2 separate regions of the Danio rerio genome follow, and region 1 is linked to region 2. The links are chromatin contacts, called in public HiChIP or PLAC-seq maps. All regions are on one chromosome and are shown on one strand. Each heading gives the region's core, a stretch centred on a gene start, on an enhancer-like site or on the middle of the called end of the contact. The rest is flanking DNA. Distances are from core to core; before and after follow the strand shown. Region 1 holds the start of znf503 (zinc finger protein 503). Region 2 overlaps kcnma1a (potassium large conductance calcium-activated channel, subfamily M, alpha member 1a).

Region 1 (3,040 bases), core at 250-2,749, 640 kb before region 2:
GTCTGGCCAGGTTTGTATGGAGAAACGGGAGCTACAAGTCCTGACCCCAGGACGGAGGCCGAGGAAGAAGAGGTGACACACGACACCGAGTCCGACGTCGCCGATGCTTTGGATCCTGAGGTGGTCTCCTGGTGCTGGTTGACCTCCACGTTAATTCCCGCACAGCTCACGCTTATCCTGCTGTGGCTGACACTGGTCGGTGCAGATCCGTCTGAGGAGCAGTTTTTATTACAATCAGAATCTTTCTTTTCATCTCTCTCTCCTTTGCCATCTGACGGCATCGGGGAAGCAGAAGTGCTGGAATTCGGGCTGCCAGTCCTGGGAGTGAACGGCTGGCAGGTGGCGCTAGGCACACGGAAACCAGACTTCTCTCCGCTCGACACCCCAGAAGACGAGTCCTTCTTATCCGCTGGCTTCGAGTACGGCTTGAAGCTGGATTTGTCTTCCACGCCGATGTCGCTCAGTTTTAAAGGACCAGATTTTGACTCTTTTTCGCTAGATCCATTTGACGTTACTGAGGACAGTTTGGAGGAGGGTGGAGGGTCCGGTTTACCGATCTGGGAGCATGTTTGCGCAAGAAGAGCCAGAGGACTTTTCTTGGCATCGAGCTGCGAGAATAGATAAAACAATAAAAGGATTTAGAGACATTCAAACGTGTGCACGCGAAATCCTTACAACGCAGTTTACAAAATACACAACATAAACTTCACTAAAAAGACTCGCCGCTTTATTTGAACGTTTTATGTTTGATAATGCGCATCGCGCAAAACGCGCTGAAATGGTAAACACCCTAATCCAAAAGCGCATTCGCAATGTTAGCTTAATTAAAGAGAAAATGGAATACGTTAATGTTAACTAAAGAATTGTATTAATTTCATGCTTTCTACCCACCTACATCTATTCCAAGATTCCCGTAATGTCCCGTCATATCTCCGAAAAAAAAGAAGAATGCGAACTTGTAATAGGCTAAAATACATTAACAGCTTAAAAACATTCTTACCTCAATTGGACTGACCGGGGTGGATGGCAATGGCTGAAGATATTCAGGATGTAAAATGTGTCCTGTGCGTGCAGTAAGCATTTTCAAAATCTTTATGGGTAGTCGATTAGCTTGCCGTAAAGGGTCCGAAGGAGGGACGGAATGGAGAAAAGGCTTGCTGGCGACCGCGGAGCTGTTATTCCGAGAGCTGCTGCTGCTGCTTTCCCAGACTAGATCAGTATCACTATTTCTTGAAGCAGAGGGCGATGTGATCATGACCCAATTCTCATGTATTTTGTTGGTATTTCATTTATCAGATTCATAAATAAAAACTATGCCGTAATCTTCTTTCAAATAGCAGAAATAAAGATAAAGAGTATAATCCGTCTGAAGCAGAGCGCGAGGCTATCGCAGATCCCGAGCCGCGTGTGACACCACAGGCATAGCGCGCGCTCTGTCTCTTCCCGTAGGTCCGCGCGCTTGTCCTCCCAAACCAAGCACTGGTAGAAATTTTCACTTCAAAAGCAGCTGAATTAGTCCGAGATTAAAGCCCTTGCCGCCTTCCAATCAAATGGGACCCCGAGGTGATTGGAGGGTCAAGGGGATGTGACGTTCCTCCTTCTGCAAGCGCCTCTATTTTGACAACTTGGGGGAGGAGATTTTGCGCAATATGTAGGTTGTCGTACACGCCGCCACATTTGTCCGAAATGTAATGTAAACTGCTCGGTTTTCATTTTTTTAACACATTACCTTGTATCTGTTATATTTTTATAATTAATAGAGAAGAATAGCTTTAGTGTATATGCCTGTCTTGATGTTTTTTTTCTTTTGTTGTTGTTGTTTAAGTTTGTGATTACTAATAAGTATATTTTCTGATGACCATTACCATCACCAGCAAAAAACAACAACAAAGAAACACAACAGTTAAGGAGATTTTAATTTGTCTATTTTTACATACATGCCTTTATTACTACAATTTAAATGTGTCTAACCTTTTAATTTAATGCCGATTTATTATATGAAAAGGTACTTTCCAATGTTTCATGCGTAGTCCTTTTTTTAACTCTCACTGGAGTAGGGCTGAAACTTCAAACCATAAACACAAGATCAACCTTTAGTGTTTGAATTCCCCAATCAGACAAGCGTTGACAAGAGCAGACCAATGCAGTGATAGAGGGATGTGAATGTCACATGTTTTCAATATAATATACACCGCCCTTCTATTTCTATCCCCACCCCTCCGTCAACTGTCAATTCTGCTCGACCGCAATCAATCAGTTATTTGTCAGTCGCTGTCAATCCTTTTCTTACTTCACGTCAGCTTTTGAAGCTGATTATGTGCCGCGAGTGACAGAGAAAAGGGCAAAAGAAGCATCCAGAAGAAGAGTCACTTAATTTGAAGGAAAGGTTTGGAAAGGTTTCTGTTTTAAACCTGCGGTAAGACAAGATGCCATTGCCCGTGTTTAGGCTATTTTAAATCGAGGCAGACAGAAAAGCAACACTGCTCATTTATATAGACAGAAAAGCAACACTGGTCATTTATATTACAGTTTATTTAGGAATAGCCACAGTTGAGTAAACAAGTTATTTTTATAATAGTAGGCTTTTTTGTGAATTTTCAATAGCCTAACTTTTTGAGGACAATTTCATGATATAGCAATTTGTATATAGGCTAAGCAAAAGGTAGACTATTAAATAAAAATAAAGACATTAAATGAATTTAAACATTTTGCTGTAAGTGTAAATGATTAAATTTACCATTGACTTTCATACTGTAAATTACCCTACATAAAGTTCATTGTTGTTATCAAAGTTTATAAAACTTATTTCCTCCTGAATTTAAAACAAGTAAATATAGGCTATTTGTTGATTTTTCCGTCTGCATGAGCAGAAATTCTTTTTTTTTTTTAATACGCAGAGGTTTCAGACAGGTGTAGATAATAGCTACTTCCAGTAATATTTTCCTCGTCTCACATGCAGTTTCAGGTTTTTCCGGACTCTATACATGTTTTGGAGTTGTGAACTTCACTGGTATCACATTGCCTCGAGCGGAAAAACAAC
Region 2 (3,213 bases), core at 81-2,580:
TATAGTAAGCTGATAAACTGCAATAAATACTGCAACGTTTACTTAGTGTAAAGTGAAGTGCATCGTGATGGTATATAACAACTGAAGCCTTTTGAATAATGTGTTTATTACAGTTGTGTAGTACTACAGCAACAATATACGTAATTATCATAACAGTTTAATTCAAGTAGTTATCTACACTCTCAATAATAAAGGTACCTTTTCAAAAGGTACTGATTTGTACCTAAAAGGTCCATATTAATACCTCAAGGGTACATATTGTTACTTTAAAAGTAAAAAAAATGTTCCTCTTAATTTTTTAGGCACTAATTTACAAGTTTGAGGTACCAATATGGACCCTTTAAGTACAAATGTGTACCTTTTGAAAAGGTACCACCGCAGTGACAGCTCGCGTACCTTTATTTCTGAAAGTGCATAGTATGCTTCCAAACACAATAGTATTTGTTTTTTCATGTAAAGTAATAGCTTATACAGTATCTATCGCCTCGATGACAGGCAAATATATTTTAGATCAATAGAAAACTTGGCCCTCTTCATGATATAAGGATCATGCCCAACAAATGTGATTATTTTCTATTTCTATCTCCTTTGAAATATTGTATAAATCGCAAAAATACAGTCTTTCCTCTCTGTCTCCCTTTTAGTTTTTTATCTTTTGCCCTCGATTTGAATTTTGCGTGGCACCAGGACCACTTGATTGAAAACAACCTATGTGGATCGACTGCAGATCAATTGTGCTAGAATAGAATAGGACTAACAAAGTGACGACATGTTCAGAGAATTTAGAAGAAAAATCATTACTGACAATCATAAGTCAGATGAAGAAACGCTGTGAATTCCTCATCATAGAGATGTAATGCTAGATCTGAGGCAGAACCAATGCGAGAATCAAAACAAAGCCGCAGCTGGCATTAGCTGTCAGTCTTAGTCAACACGCACTTAGTCTAGGCAGAAAAAAACAGCAGCAATGAAAACAAATGAAGGCTGACACTACGTGAAGAGATCAGTAACTATGTAATGACCAGTAACTGGTTTCCAGGGATATGACCACAAACCAAAACACAAGACACAAAGTCAACCTCATCATAGTGTCTGATGCTAATCTAAAGTGATGTGGCGAACAGTCGGAAGGCAGTTGTAGAGGAAATGCGATCGCCTGAACTGACCCCTGCTTTTATAGTAGGTCGCACCGCTGCCATTCCTAATTGACAGACGCTTTAGTATTTCACATCTGCTACGGCTTAATGAGAAGACCCCTGTTCGGCGCTGTCCTTTACACAACTAACTGCTTCAGTCATCTGACCTCATCCAATAGCCTGAGTCACTGCCATCTCAATTGAGTTCCTGTCAGGAGATCTCTTTTTAACTTTCCCATTGAGCCTGACAGTCCCACTGTGGTATACAAGGCATTAAATAAAGCACATTGACTTTTTCTCCCCTGATTGCTGGCTAAGAGAAAATCATCGAGGAGGATCAGATCCTGTGGAAAGGGGGAGAGTTTGATGTGTTTTTTCAATTGCACCTAAACGTGGACTAAAGGAAGAGGTTTTATTTCAGCCGGTGGAAATGGTGGAGGCATTAATGGCTTGCGGTTGTAAAACATGATTGTCCAAGAATAGCACAACAGACATTGCCAGTATATACTTACTCTTTATAAACAGAAAAGTACAGAAAAATCTCACTAAAGATCCCTTTCAATCAAAATCTAGCATCTGGCATGCAAATTAAGCATCATTTTAGTAAATTACAGGCTCATACAGTTATGACTGCTTTTCACTTACTGATATCCTTTCAATTTTGATGAACAAATACAGTCAAAAAGGATCTTGACCAGTGAGATGGACATTTGAGTGACATTTGCTTGTTTTTAATGTGACAGACAGCCTGATCTTACAGAAAAATGTAACTACTGCATTCGTACAATGTCATTTGTCCTAAAAATGCATCATTTTTCAAACAAATTTGTGCCCGTAACCCTGCCCCTAAACATAATCGTCAATAGGGGTGTACAAATGAGATTGTACAAATTCAAACAAATTACTAAACATTAAATTTTAAAGTTCCGAATTACTGTGAGATTATTTTGAGACAGCCCATATTTAATGAACACATTACAAATTCAAAGAGTGTGGATACCCGGTGTTCGAACCTGGGGGAAAAAAAAGTTAGCCATTCATTAGCATTTTCCTTAACCGTTAAACACTGAACACATTGTGCAAACATCATTAGTTTCAATGTACACATTCAGCCCATGGATGTTTTGATTAAAAAGCACATCATATAGGTCACATGTACATCTGCCATGTAAAAGTGTAAACACCAAAACAGTGACTGCAGAAGGTCACCGGCACCGCACAAGTGCTCCACCAACACAGCATGCGCCAACACAGTCTTACTGCACCTACTGCAGCGCTAACACAGAGAAGCCACGTCACTTCAACTACCACCAACTCACCAAACAAAAATGTACTAGTGTACCAACCAATAAGCCACAGGTACAGAAAAAATGGAGGAACGAAACAGACGTAAAACACAGCACATGAAACACTGCACAGACACACTCACAGTTCACGGACATCGAACGGCATGTGATTTGGCGATCGAACTTACAGGCACGTAAACTGGTTGAGCAATCATGAACAGAGACAGAAGAAAGTGGGAAGGCCCTCTGAAGGCTGTCCATGTTACTATGTACACTGCCTGACATGCACGAGCAGTCGCGCTCAGAGCGCCCGCAATCAAAACAACATGCCAGTTTCATTCGCTTGTAGACGGACATCTTGGCTACAGTCATGTGTTGGATGAGAGGAAAGGAAAGCAGCAGGTTAATGGCAAGGAACAAAAAGAGTTTTTTTCAACCAGGGAAGTCTGAAGGTAACTTTTTCAAACAGGAACAAAAAGTGCAATGCCTTAGCAGCAAGCTCTGACAGGCTTGACCCGCAGATGGACCACTGTGTTCCCGCTTGCTTTTTGCTTTGCTTTCGATTCTGTTCATACAGCAATGGTGATGTACGGTCCAAATGTGTTACTACATGCCAAATTTCACTTTGGAAACTTCCGAATGAGGGCTATTGTGGCAGGAAGCAGTCGTCTCATTGGGGTCAAGCCGTGCCCTAAGGCTGATCATGTCATAAAAGGTCAAAAGGTCAGATATGACAATATGATCAGGAGTTGGGGCAAGGTACATTCAGGCAGAGAGGAATGGGTGAAGGT

What was found. HiChIP or PLAC-seq counts read pairs in DNA pulled down with a chosen protein or histone mark.
Region 1: a contact with region 2 is called in an H3K4me3 HiChIP or PLAC-seq map of embryo, with 13 times the contacts expected there. The contact joins the promoter of znf503 here to the enhancer-like site in region 2. A contact is called at or near these places in 4 of 18 Hi-C or Micro-C datasets (caudal fin, embryo, fibroblasts and 1 more) and 2 of 4 datasets of contacts at active chromatin or transcription factors (caudal fin and embryo).

The regions. Positions count from the first base shown.
Region 1 is chr13:19,452,216-19,455,255 of GRCz12tu, reverse strand. znf503 (zinc finger protein 503) reads right to left here and starts at 1,499. Exons shown (of 2, transcript NM_198840.3): 1 at 1,001-1,499; 2 at 1-608. The coding sequence starts at 1,255.
Region 2 is chr13:18,809,133-18,812,345 of GRCz12tu, reverse strand. All of the region lies in intron 18 of kcnma1a (potassium large conductance calcium-activated channel, subfamily M, alpha member 1a), which reads right to left. Among named protein-coding and RNA genes, the nearest start is that of kcnma1a, 310 kb to the right of the region's middle. Within about 2 kb of position 1,330, at least 7 of the 62 cell types and tissues checked have an H3K27ac peak or open chromatin away from gene starts, as enhancers often do.